Regions from separate parts of the Arachis hypogaea genome. Here region 1 is linked to region 2. A link is a contact called in public Hi-C data. All regions are on one chromosome and are shown on one strand. The core of a region is the stretch at or near the end of the contact, and the rest is flanking DNA. Distances in the headings are between cores, read along the strand shown. Region 1 has its middle 27 kb from the start of LOC112803227. Region 2 holds the start of LOC112800598.

Region 1 (6,607 bases), core at 3,164-5,663, 79 kb after region 2:
GACGGCTCTCCAAAGTGCTTGGCTAGCTGTTTTCACTTTTATAGGTTTCTTCAAATAGAAAATATTTTCTATTAGGATTATGCTCCATGTATATTAAAATCAGCTACAAGTATAAAATACATGATAGAATATAAATACATATTAAAAATAAATTAAATTATATATGTATTTATATATAAATATATTAGTGACTGATTTTAGTGGCCGAAACAGTATTTTTGTTTATGTTATTAGCTAGGTTTGGTTGTAACTTGTATGTAGCTTATTAACGACACACTCGTGACTTCAACTTATAAAAACTATTAATTTTTTAGTTTACCGAAGAAGAGAAAAATAATTACAATTTTATTTGCAACTTGCAGCAGCATGCGCTATGTACGGCCATAAAGGAGACTATACTTGAACTATTTTTTTAATATTATTTTTTACTTTTATTCGTCGTACTATACTTAACTAGCAATATCAATATCTCGATACAAATTAAATTTGAATATTACTGATCACTTTACAAGATTCTTGTAGCACTCAGAATATGTTGATGGTATTGACGGCTTTATTGTTTTATATTAGTTAGGAAGATATACTTTTTAACTTTTTCCTTTCTCCTTTGTCTCATTTTTACTGAAAAAAGAATTAGGAAGGGGATATTCGAAGATGCTGATGGTGATACTACTAATAACATGACTAGACACCAATAATAATAATAATAATAATAATAATAATAATAATAATAATATTGAATTAAATTAATGGCAGGTCGATGAACTGTTTATAATTTGTGATCCATATATAATAGTGAGTCAAAAGATTGACTATTATATATTAGAAATTAATATAGTTAAATACAAATTATTTTTAATATACCAACAAAAAATAAAACCCTAGTTATTTTGAATCAAAGGGGAGTACGTACACAATTGGCATTTCCATACAAATGTATGTTCACTTTGCATCTCATTATTTTAACTTATTAACCGTCGTCGCATAATCTATATACCATGAGTTAATACTTAAATTCGTCCCTAAAAGATCACATAATTTTCATTTTTGTTTTCGAATAATTTTTTTAATCAAATTAGTTCCTGAAGGGTTGGTATATTAATTTTTTTTAAAATATTTTTTATTATATAGTTTATAGAAAAATCTATTTTTCAGATTTGAATTCCAGACTTTTTAATTAGTTGAATTATAAATTATTTTCATCTTAACTAATTCAATCTTTATTATTTTTATGCACATTTAACAAATAAAAGAATAAATCAATAATCATATTAGTACCTATTAATACACTAGTAATAATAAATACGTTAAAACATCACAGGACAATAAAATTGTGAACTGAACTTCAATATGTATATAAGTATATTAGTTAGGGCAAATTATATTTTTTATTTCAAATTTTTAAAAATAATTAAGAATAAAAATATACTAAAATTAAAATTTTTAAGTGAATTGAAAAAAAAATTCGAATAAAAAACTTACTTTCAAAAATTAAAAAAATGATTGTATAAAACCCGCAAAATAGGAGATTAGTTTACTTTTTGTTTTGCCTCGAAATAGAAAATATATGACATTGTCATATGTCTTTGTTTGATTACGAAATATAATATTATGACTACATTCGGTCTCTATTATAAATAATGATAGCATTTTTACTATAATAAAAAAATTACAAATATAAATTTTAAAAGATTTATACTTGTTGGATTTGAAAAATTTAAAATATTATTAAAAATATTAATTATAAAGTTATTAATTTAATTTTTTATTTTAATTAGTTGTTTAATAATTTTGTTGAGTGTATATATTTTTATTTATTGGGTCAAAAGTCACATAAGTCTAATTTGATGAGAAAATATTTAATTTTGATGTAAAAATAATTTCAAACAAAATGATTGAATTATTTTTTGCATAAACAAATATTTATTGGGCCAAAAGACTAATGTGAAGCCCAAAAACAAATTTCTTTTGATCCAACAATTTGTTGGTCCGAAATTGAAGAAGAAAGAAAGGAATTGAAACATGTTTGGTTCGGTTACTTACTCCCCTTGTGGAATAGAATTCAAAATTCAATTGATTTAATTACTTGCCTTAGTAACAAAAATAAATAAATTAAAAGTGATTTGATAGCATTTACTGCTCCACACGTTACTGTATATAGGGAAATGAAAGTGAGATTTAATTTGTTTTAATTTCGTTCATTGCATCCAAAGCTTTTTCTCTCTTCTCTATCCTCTCTCTCTTTGCATACATTCATGTCATACAAAAAGAAAGAAAGAAGAAGTTATCAGAAAAGCAAAAAAACTATGAAGAAGGAAAAAGACAAGGGTAAAAATGGTCTTTGAGAAAAGAAGATTTAAAGCATGGCGTGTTTAAGATTTTTTCCACTAAAGGCAAGATGTGAAGAAGAAGTTTCAAGATCTTCATGCCAAAAGTAGAAGCAATCGATCTCGGTCAGAGACGAAGATCTCTGTGGTGAAACTCGTTTCCACTTTTGTTCATCCAAGACAGAAGGTAGCTATTGTAGCTACGTGGAGGAAGAAGCAAAAATGGAACAGATGGAGTCGTCAAGGATCAAGAGTTCATCAAGAGTCAGAATTCTTTTTTGGAGACAAAGTCAAGATGGAAGGCTCAGATTGATGAAGTTTAATAGGAAGAGATGAGAGAGAGGTACATGCATGTTGATTTGCTTTCGATTTTCCCTCTCTCTTCTCTCCGTCCAAACTGGCCTTTATATTGAAGAAGAAGAAGATGGCTTGGTTGAACTGGTTTCAACTTTGGAAATTTTCCCTTCTATAATAAGAGTGAACGGCCAAGGGTTGAAACAAGGAGAGTAAGCATAGAGTTCTCATAGCTACCCTAAACTAACAGAAGTTCTTCTCCTTCAATGTGTTTCATTTAGTTTTCTTTTCTTTAATTTTATTTGTCTGAGTCTCATGGTGAAAAAGATAAATAGAGTGAGGTTTGCAAGAAAAAGCTAGTGAGAAGAAAAAGACAGAGAGAGCAAAATTAAAGAAAAAGCCATAGATGTCTAAGAGTTCTTTTGTACATCTATGTTATGTTTCATAATCTTGTGGGGATTTCCTTGTAAGTTAGGTTAGCACTTAGCAATTGAAAGTTTGACAGTTGTCCAAGTCAAGTTCAGTTTTGGGGATAGAATCTAGACTTATCTCAGATAGGAATGGGTAGTTCCTAGGGAAGAATTGGTGTATGTAATCAAATTATAGTGAAATTCTTTCACTGTTGTGATGGAGATTGGATGTAGGTTGCATTGCACCTAGTAGCTGAACTATGATATTTTTGGGTGTGATTCTCTTTCTCTCTCTCTCTCTTCAACTCCATTTCTGTTTTTGTTACATAGAAGATAAAATTAAAAAACATCTCCTAACTGATTACAAGACAAACAGAAAAAGTCTCTTAACTAGTTATGAAAAATAAAAATAAAAATGTCTCCTGAAATTATCTAAAAAGACAAAAAAAATACTCAACAAAAAAGAGTTAAGATTTAATCTCCCATTTTTTTAATTACTGATTACCATTAATATTCTTATAATTCACCTAAAATAATTCAAACTTAATAACTTTTAGATGCTAATCTAACTTAGATAAGTGAAACCAATTACACTCTAAACTCAATATGCTTTCGAACACAATCACTTAAACAAAACTATAAATAATTTTTGTGTGGATTAACTTTTTTTATTTTGTGTATCTCTCAATGTGATGAACTTAATTTTAAATAATAAAAAAAATTGAACCATATAATATCAAGGAATAAAACTACATTAGCAAAAGCTGTGTTTGTATTTCGAATTATTGCTTCTTTCATGGTTGATTTCTTCATATATAGCAGTTTGATCGATCTCTTCTTCAATTGAAGAATTATTTTTTTTATTTTGTTGTATTAGTCATTGCACCCGTCAAGGAGATAGTCATTAATTGAATATAAATATCTTTTTTATTTATCTTGATTGCAATGTGCAATAACTTTTCAAATAAAGGACAATCGAATTTTTACATATAATTGTTAATCATGAGTTGTATTGTACGAATTATAAATTGTTTTATTGTGTTCCTTGATTGCTTTTTAATAAATTTTTACATTGCTCATAAAAAATAAGTTAAAATATAAAATATCAATTATATTATCATAACAAGTTAATATTCAATTCTTAACGCAACATATACTTTATTCTATACGAAATATCTTTTGAAAACGAAAGTAATATGCAGAGTTTCCTGAGAGAAATGATAAAATGATGCATGATATGCATCGGTTTATTTATTCGGCCCATTGCATGTGTGAAAAAGTTTTTAAAACCCGTGAGTATTAGGCCTTAACCCATATTGTCCCCAGGTAGCAAAATAAAGTCAGAAAAGTCCAAGGGGTTAACCAATGAATTGCAATCACTCAATTATCGTACCTTTTGTGGCTTTGGTTTGGGCAATTTGAGCCTATTAACAATGAAGAGTTCTTCAGTTCGAGGGAAAAAAAAAAAAAAAGAACAGGATATCTACACTACAACAAGAAAGAGTTTTCAGTTGTAAGCCTTTGGTGAAAGCCACCTATATCATTATCCTCTCAATTGTTAAAAAAAATTGAGAGAGTAAAATATGATTTTTAATTTTTTATTATACATTTTTTCATTTTTTTAATCTATTTATAAAATTAATAATAAAAAATTACACTTTACTCCCTTAATTATTAAAAAAAAATAGAGAGGATTCATTCTTTAATATAGTGAGGCACAAATTTAGTGAGCCGCATCTATTTGTATCGGTAAAATGCCCAAAAGTGATTTTGCTTATTGGTAAGTTAGATTGACTAAAACAAAATATTTTAGGAAAATTGATAAATTCATTCCTGATTTTTTCTCTTCAAAATTTGGATATATCGATCTCTGGGTCTAATTTGTCCTATTTTAAAAACTCTCTTACGTGAGCACCCGTATCAACCAGATCAGTATAACGGGTATCACATTTAATTTTTTCATTAGATTTAACAAATCAAAGTGAACATGACTACATGAGAGATTGATATGTCCACATTTTTAAAATATCAAAAATTTAAATGTATTTTTAAATTCTCAAAAACTTAAATATCTATGGATTAAAAAGTCAAATACATATCTATCCTTTTCTTAATATTTTATTTTAATGGGATCTTTTTGTTATAATTTTTACGATAGAAATTTTTTCATAATTTTCTTTATCTTTTTCTTTTTATTTTATTCAATTTAATTACAACCTTTATTTTCATTATTAACTGTCAGCTTCTCAAACTCTTGTCAGTTCCTCTCACTGTCGCTTCTCATGTTGGACTTCTAAAAATTAATACTAAATCTCCCTCACCACCATCACCACCACCACCACTACCACCGTCTCCACCGTATCCTTCTCCCTCCCTCTCATCACCACCACCTCTCTCTACTTCCTCGTTCTTTTTCTCTACCGTCGCAAGTGCACTACTCCTTTTATTATCTTCACCGCCGGCGACGACAACAAACTTTTCCAACGTCTTTCCTATTAACTCCTTCGTCGCACCACCAACTTCTTCTCCTCTCAGTCCTGGTGACTTCAGCACCGTCTTTTTCAATATCCTCCCTCCTTCGACTCTAACGAGAACCGCAGTGAAGCTCATGGACCCGTTGAGGGTTGCAGTGATGCATGTATACTCAAAGGTAGAAATTGTGGAATTGATCTATGCCATGAGAGCCTCTGGTGTAGTGACTGTTAGAATATATTAGAATCAATTAGTATTAATTAGAATTATTTAGATATGTTAAATAATACTAATTGATCTAATTGATGCTAATTATACTCTAATATCTCTCTTCAAATTCAAGTGACAATTTAAATTTAAAACTTATTTGAAACAACTTAATAAAAAAATACATAAATTAATAAAACAGATAAATATAATCAACATCAATTAAATCAATTAATATTATTTAACATATCTAAATAATTCTAATCGATACTAATTAATTCTAGAGTAAACTATCGTTTTTGTCCCCAACATTTGGGGTAAGTCATATTTGTGTCCCTAACGTTTAAATCGTCCTATTTGTAACCCTAACGTTTATAAAAGTAATTCAATGTTATCCTACTATCAATTATACTAACAAATCAGATTATATTTTTCAATTATTCTCACTTGGATGTATTCATTCTCAATTATGTCTCACTTGGATGTGTTCGATTTTAATATTATATCCACTATTTGTGTTTAGATTTAATTATGTTTCTAGAAAAGTGAATTATGTAAATGTTGTAGGAATTAGTTTCAACTTTTGATGAGCTATTTTTTGGAGTAGATCATCGATTCTATCCCAAATATTTGTATTCTAACTTCAAGAAGAAATTTTTAAAACTCAAATTAAAGTGTTCATGATGTGTAATTAATAATAGGATAACATTAAATCATTTTTACAAACATTAAAGATACAAATATGATAATTTAAATATTAGAAACACAAATCCAAAAACAAAAACAAATTAATTCTAATATATTCTCACAGCGACAATAATCCTTACCCATCATTCTCAATGATACTCCAGCGAATTTTATTGGATTCTTCAAAACCCGAACCCACTTTAAAATCGT
Region 2 (6,994 bases), core at 2,973-5,472:
AGGGGAATCAAACAGATTCAGACTTCACCCAGTGCTATCCCAACTAGGCAAGGGGAATTAATCATAGTTCATACACCCAAATTACATCAGAAAAATAGTGGTTATTTTGCATCACTCTTGCCTTTTCTCTCTTGGCTTTTAAACCTCACATAATTGCCTTTTCTCAAAACAGAAAATAACGCAAGACATCCATAACACAAAGATCAGAATTAAGCTTGAGTAGAAAAAAGAGATTCCAGCTCAGTGTGAGAGATGGTGCTCTGAGTGTGTGTGCTCTCTTTCTTATTTTTTTTTGAAGATGGAATGAAGCTTGTTATATATCTTCAGATTTGCTTCATTGTTGCCTCTTCCATTTTCTTGTACCAGCTGCTCGTTTGAGTTGTCCTTCCTGACATGCAGTCCTTTTTTCATTTTGTTCCACTACCTCTGCTGTCCGAGGAGTTCGTCCACCACCTCTGTGGTCTTTTCTTTGCTTTCTTCCTTGACATGCTTCTTCTTTTGTATTCTGCTCCATTTTCTTGCAGCTACTGCTCTTTGCAAGCTTGTGTTTTGCACAACCACTATCCACAGCAGTGCATTGCTGATGTCCTTGGGTTAGTGGGGGTCCTTGTGTCTTGTTGCTTTGCTAGAGCCCCAACTATCCTTGATGTTGACAGATGTCCTTTTCTTCCTTTTCTTTTTGCAACAAGGATGAGGTATTGGGTTCCTGCATTTATTTGGAACCTCAAAGGAATAAACAAGCAACATTGTTTGGTTGTGAGAAACTTAATGGGCCTGCCACAATAAGACACACATTAGACAATATTGGACTTTCAACCCAACTGAATGTTTGTCATCATTAATCAACCCAAAATCAAACTAGGCTCAACAACCATTTTAAACATTGATGATATCGGAGCTGTAACAGCACAAGTCGCTTCCAACAATTTTGAAACAGTAAAACGAAGTAGCACTTCACATAAACATACCTTTCATTAGCGTTGAAATGATGCGATCTCCGTCTTCCATCCGCCGGAATGCAGGCGCAAGCTTGGTCATCGCTACAGTGACAACATCTTTCATCTTTTAAGATGTTAGTTTTGGGGAATTAGCTTCTTCTAATTCAGTGTGTTAGATGAGAGATGAATGTTAAAAGGGAGAGGTAGTTTAAATTCAGGATAATTTGGTCGGGTGGGTTTAGAGCTCGGATCTTTTCAGTGTGTGAGCGAGTGTCCGGCGTTCATCATATTCAAGAAATTTTTTTTAGGATCTACTGTGTTGAAAAAAATACTCAAAATAAGTTAATATTCAATTTATTGTCTGAATTTACACGCCAGCCTCAATTTAGTTTCTAAAATTTTAATTGCCTTTATTTAATTTCTAAACTTTATAAACATGCCTTACATGGTCTTTGAGATGATTTTGAGTACAACCTAAATGGAGCATTAATATAGATAATTTGCCATATTGAAACTTATAAAATGATGCAATTTTAGTTTTGACATTTAAATAGTCCAAAAACGACATTATATCACTAATTTTATTAGGTAAAATTTTAATAAATACCACTTATGATGTTGATTTTGGATTATTTAAGTGTTAAAATCAAAATAATATTATTTTACAGAATTTAACATGACATCTGACTGTCCATGATAACGTTTCATTAATATTTATACGTTAAAAATTATTTAAAAAACTAACATAAATGATATTCGTAAAGTTTGAAAATTAAATAAAAAAACTAAAACTTTAAAGATTAAATTAAATTTCGTATAGAGATCAAATTAAATATTATAACCTTTAAAAATAGCAACCAATTTGTGCAAACTATTACTATTAGTCTATTAACGCGATCATCGTTATAACTAATTTAACCAAACCTTCTCTAAATCTATTTAATGAATACTAGTTTCCTGTGGCATTTACAACGTTGACACGATCTCTTGTAAGTTCTAAATGTATTGTCAACGATCCCATTATTGAATTCGCGTATGCGTATCATGTCCTTGTCTAGCATACACACACACATATATATATATATATATATATATATATATATATATATATATATATATATATATATATATATATGTGTGTGTGTGTGTGCGCGTGTGTGTCTTATGCTTTGAATGTTCAGCCACATTTTATTTTTTCTAAAGTGTAGACCAATTACCTTTGAATGTGACATTCTGCAATATCTATCTATATGCTTGTTGGAGGAAATTTTCTCCAAAGTCCTCACCCAATTTCATTTCATTATGTATATTCATAAAAATGTCTGGAAAACAAGAATTTTCAGCTCAAAACTGCCAAATATTTTTTATTTTAGTTTTATTTATATCAATATAATATATTCACAATGATACACGTCCCGCGCATACATATATAATTGACATTAATTGCATTAATAACATATATCATATAGGAAAAGTATTATACATTTATTTCTCTCATGATGTATTCATGTATAATATTTAATTTGTATTAATATATCAAAAATATATATTTTATATTTTTTAATTATTTACATATATGCTTATTTTTAGAAAATGAGTTATACAGTGTTCTCAACCTTAAAATTCTAAAATAATACAACACACTTTTTTTTTTGATTTCACATTCAACTATATTGCGCATGTACTTATTCTTTTTTCGTGTTATAATTTTTTTTAATTTATTAGTTTATATTCTTAATTTTATATTTTGTATTCCAACTTTTGTCAAATATCAATCAGTTTAGCATTTTTTGTATTATTTAAAGTTTTGTTTCATAATTTTTATATTTTATTTTTTGTTTTATAACAGTTGATCAAAAATATAAGTTGTATAATAAAATTTGTAAAAATATTATTAATTTAATATCTATATAATTTTACACACATACATTTATAATTTCACACAAATAACATCCATAATTTTATTTACATAATATCTATAATTAACAAATTTTTATAATTAATATTATCCATTCTCAAAGTATGTATTTTTCAAATTATTTTAATATCTTTTATTTGATATTCATATATATGGTTATTTATTGATTTTAATCTGTTTAGTTAATAATTATATTTAAAAATTTATTTCATGATTTTTTTTATATTTTATTTTTATTTTTTAATTTATAATGTATAATCTATATGTAAAAATATATTTATATAATAGAAGTTGTTAAAATATTTCTATTTTAACATTTATAATTTGATATGGATAACATCATAATTAATGAATTGTAATTTTTTATTTTGCAGGTCGTCCTAAACTAATATTTTTTTAATTTTTTATTTTTAATAAATTAAGACTAATTGAATTTGAACTTTTGATCTTTTTTTATATAAAATGTGATGTGATGATTTGAAAAAATTTTAGGGTTAATGATAAAGGATTAAGGGTTTGTTTGGGAAGTTTTAAAAATAATTTTTTTGAGCTTTTGACTTGTGAAAAGTTGTAGTATTAATGTTTGGTGTAATTTTTAAAATTAAATAGCAGTTTTTTAAGAAGTTATTTAGGAACTTATAGAGAAGTTAAAAAAATGACTTCTCTCGTAGTATTATTATTTTTTATCATATTTTTATAAAATAATTACTTTTAGAACTAAAAACTCAAACACAAAATAACTTATTTATAAACTACTTTTAATATAGTTATTTATTATTTAAGCTATTTTTTTAAAAAAATTTAATTAAGTATTTTATCTAAACTGGACCTAAAGACTTTTAATTGAAATAAAGATGGTATAATTGTGTATATAATGAAAGAGAGATTTTTAAAATTTGATTTACATAAATTTGAATTGATTCGTGATGTAATTAAATAAAAAAATAATTACAAAAAAATTAATTGTATCAATTAATTAAAAGAAATAATATATATTCTCTTATAAATAAAAATGTTATTAAATATATTTTTATTTAGTATTTATAATTTTTTAGTTGCATAAAAGTGAATATTTTTTAATAAAAAAAAAATTAGATAGTGTTAACTATAATTTTTTATTTTTTATTATTTCCTCTCATATTTAATTTTGATTCTATTTATAAAATTAATAATAAAAAATCAAATTTTATTTCCTCAAGTGTTAAAAGATTGGAGAGATCCATTTCTACTTCCATTACTCGGATACTAATCCTTATTTCTTGTTTGACTCGTTAATCCTTAGTCATTTCTGATTTTTTTTTTGGTAATTAATTCAAATTGAACTTAGTTTAATGAATAATATACTTAGAACAACAACATGATGGTTATTGATGATGAAACCAAAGTGAAGAAAGAAACGAATTCCAAAGTTAGCTCCTTTTTTTCCTCTCTCTCTCTCTCTCTCTCTCCGGTCTTTTTAGCTTGGTGGGTCTCCCCGCTCACTTTCTCTCTCCATTTAATTGCATTACGCCACCGCCGTTACACGCGGCAATTTTGTTTCCATTTTTAAAACTTAAAACAACACTAACAATAATAACACTTGTATCATCATTTTGCTTAGTAATAATAATCTGAGAGAGAGAGAGAACCCAGCATAGGGAAAAGGGTACCTTGGTGGTTGTTGTTGTTGGTGTTGGCTTGTAGCTGTGTTGGTACTTGGCGGTGAGGATTGGATTAAGATTGGGATTAGATTGGGGTTTGGCTTGAGGGCCTTGAATGCCATCTGGGTTTTACCTCTCTCTGGCAAACAAGTCCCAAAGCTGAACCCTTTCACTCTTCTCTCTTCTTCACCTACAGAAATGGTAGAAGACGTGTGTTTCTTCCACAAGGTACCATCTTCACTACTTCCACCTTCTATTTTTACTCTCACTAACAATGTGCTGCTCTTTTTCTTTCCTATTTAACTTCGATTCTTTATGCTTAAATTTGGGTGCTTTTTCGACTCGATCAACTTGGGGAAGAGATGGTGAAAGCGGGTTCCATTTTTAGTTCGGGGAAGAATTAAGTCATACTTTTATTGGATTAAAGTTGAATCCTTTGCGTGTTTCTATCTGAATATTGTGGGCTTCCTAATTCTTCATTATGTATGTTTATATAGGAAGTTTGTCTATATTCTGCTGAGGCTTTTGAAATCTGGATATTTAGTACTAGATTCAGTTCCGATTTGATAATCTCCAATGTTTATATTTTTTCTTATTCTGGGATTTGGAGAGTGGGGTTTGGGGATTGCAAAAGGGTAGGTTCCACCGTTTTACCTATTTGATGCCCTTACTAGGAATGGAACTTGTCCCCATTGCAGGACATTCTTGTTATAAAGCCTCCAATGAAATCACCAACGCTATTAAGGATGGCAGTCTTGGTGTTTTCCGTGGTTTGTGGCATTTTTATCTTCTCGGTATGTCTAAAGCAGATAAGCACCCAAGCAAGGACCAACTTTGTGGAGTTCAATGTAGTTGAGAAGCCTTATCAGAGCAGAATGAGGCTAATCAACATTTCGTACTTACATTATCCCAAACCTGTATCATTTAACAGGTAATAGGAACTTTCTGTTAAACTGTTAAATCGTTATCAGTTGATTTTCGAGTTTGGTTTATTAATCACCTAGTTCGTTTCCAGGAATGAGTGTTCTCATAATCCTGTACTATTCTTTGCCATATTGTCGAATCAGAGATCAGGCAGCGGGTGGTTTGAGACCCTTTTAAATAGTCACATTAATGTAAGCTCAAATGGGGAAGTCTTTTCTGCTAAAGAGAGAAGGCAAAATGCTTCTTCTATTATACAGACGTTGGATAGAGTTTACAATTTAGACTGGTTCAATAGTGCTTCCAAGAATGAATGTTCTGCTGCAACCGGATTAAAGTGGATGCTTAATCAGGTACATGTTTGTTCCCAAAATAGTCACACATTGATTGTTGTTAATGTTGGTCAATGGCTTATGGAATTTCTGGCTTGTTACGCTGAACGAACTGTTATAAGACTTTGCTTCAATTTTGTGCTGTTGTGTAAACTATGAGGTTCTTAGATATATTGGCCTGGAAGATTCTATATACTTCTCATGAAACATTTCAATAGTCACTCATTACTGACGCCCGGATTCAGTTCCGACATGACATATCAATCATTAAATATATTCTGCATCATTGACTAATTGGCTGCAAATTAAATTACAAGCAAGAATTGCGTTCTTATTATATATGATCCAACAAGAAGAAAAAATTACACCATACTGTAGTTCTGCAATGGGCTTAGGCTGCACTGTAATTTATCAGCCTTTCTTTTATTTTGGAATTTGGATGAGGAGGATTTGAGTTAAACCATTGACGGCATGGCACGGTCTGGTTCTGTGCAGGGAGTAATGGAGCACCATAAGGAAGTAGTGGAATACTTCAATAGAAGAAGTGTTTCGGTCATATTTCTTTTCCGGAGAAACTTACTACGAAGGATGGTATCGATGCATGCCAATTCATATGACCGTTATGCTAAGCTTTTGAATGGAACTCATAAATCTCATGTACACTCTCCAGAAGAGGTATCTCCTTCTTCCTTTCCCATGATTTCTGTTACATAAATGAAATGACACTCATATCCGCATTTATTTTAGGCTGATATTCTTTCAAGGTACAAGCCTACCATAAACTCTACATCATTGCTGGATGACTTAAAGGACATGGAGAAGAGAGCCACAAACGCTTTAGAATACTTCAACAGCACTCGGCATATGATATTGTACTATGAGGATCTCATGAGAAATCGCACTGTAAGGATCTCACCACGAACTCAATACTTTTGCTTATCAAAACCGTAAATTAATTTATCGCTGTTACTAGAATTGAGTTTAGCTGCAAATGTGTCAAATATAAATATGAAGAATATGAACTTTTTGTACCACATTGTTTTACCAAGTTCTCAGAGTCTTCCTGGTCTCTATGTTAAGGGTAAAGTCAAGAGTAACCGTCTTATTCCTTCTTCAATATTACTTTACAATGCCTTACATAGGATTTACTGGTTCTGTTCTAGCAGAAGCTAAAAGATGTGCAAGAGTTTCTAGGATTGCCTCCGATGGAGTTATCGAGCCGTCAGGTTAAGATACACAAGGGGC

Evidence for each region. Hi-C and Micro-C count contacts between places; a contact is called where the count stands out from the background.
Region 1: a contact with region 2 is called in a Hi-C map of an unstated tissue, with 2.5 times the contacts expected there. The contact joins the enhancer-like site here to the promoter of LOC112800598 in region 2. A contact is called at or near these places in 2 of 8 Hi-C or Micro-C datasets (leaf and an unstated tissue).

Annotation. Positions count from the first base shown.
Region 1 is chr5:8,725,343-8,731,949 of arahy.Tifrunner.gnm2.J5K5, forward strand. No RefSeq gene overlaps it. Among protein-coding and RNA genes, the nearest start is that of LOC112803227, 27 kb to the right of the region's middle. Within about 2 kb of position 4,414, at least 2 of the 3 cell types and tissues checked have open chromatin away from gene starts, as enhancers often do.
Region 2 is chr5:8,646,852-8,653,845 of arahy.Tifrunner.gnm2.J5K5, forward strand. It overlaps LOC112800598, which reads left to right and starts at 4,223. Exons shown (of 6, transcript XM_025842931.3): 1 at 4,223-4,724; 2 at 5,195-5,427; 3 at 5,512-5,770; 4 at 6,245-6,424; 5 at 6,497-6,652; 6 at 6,916-6,994. The coding sequence starts at 4,695.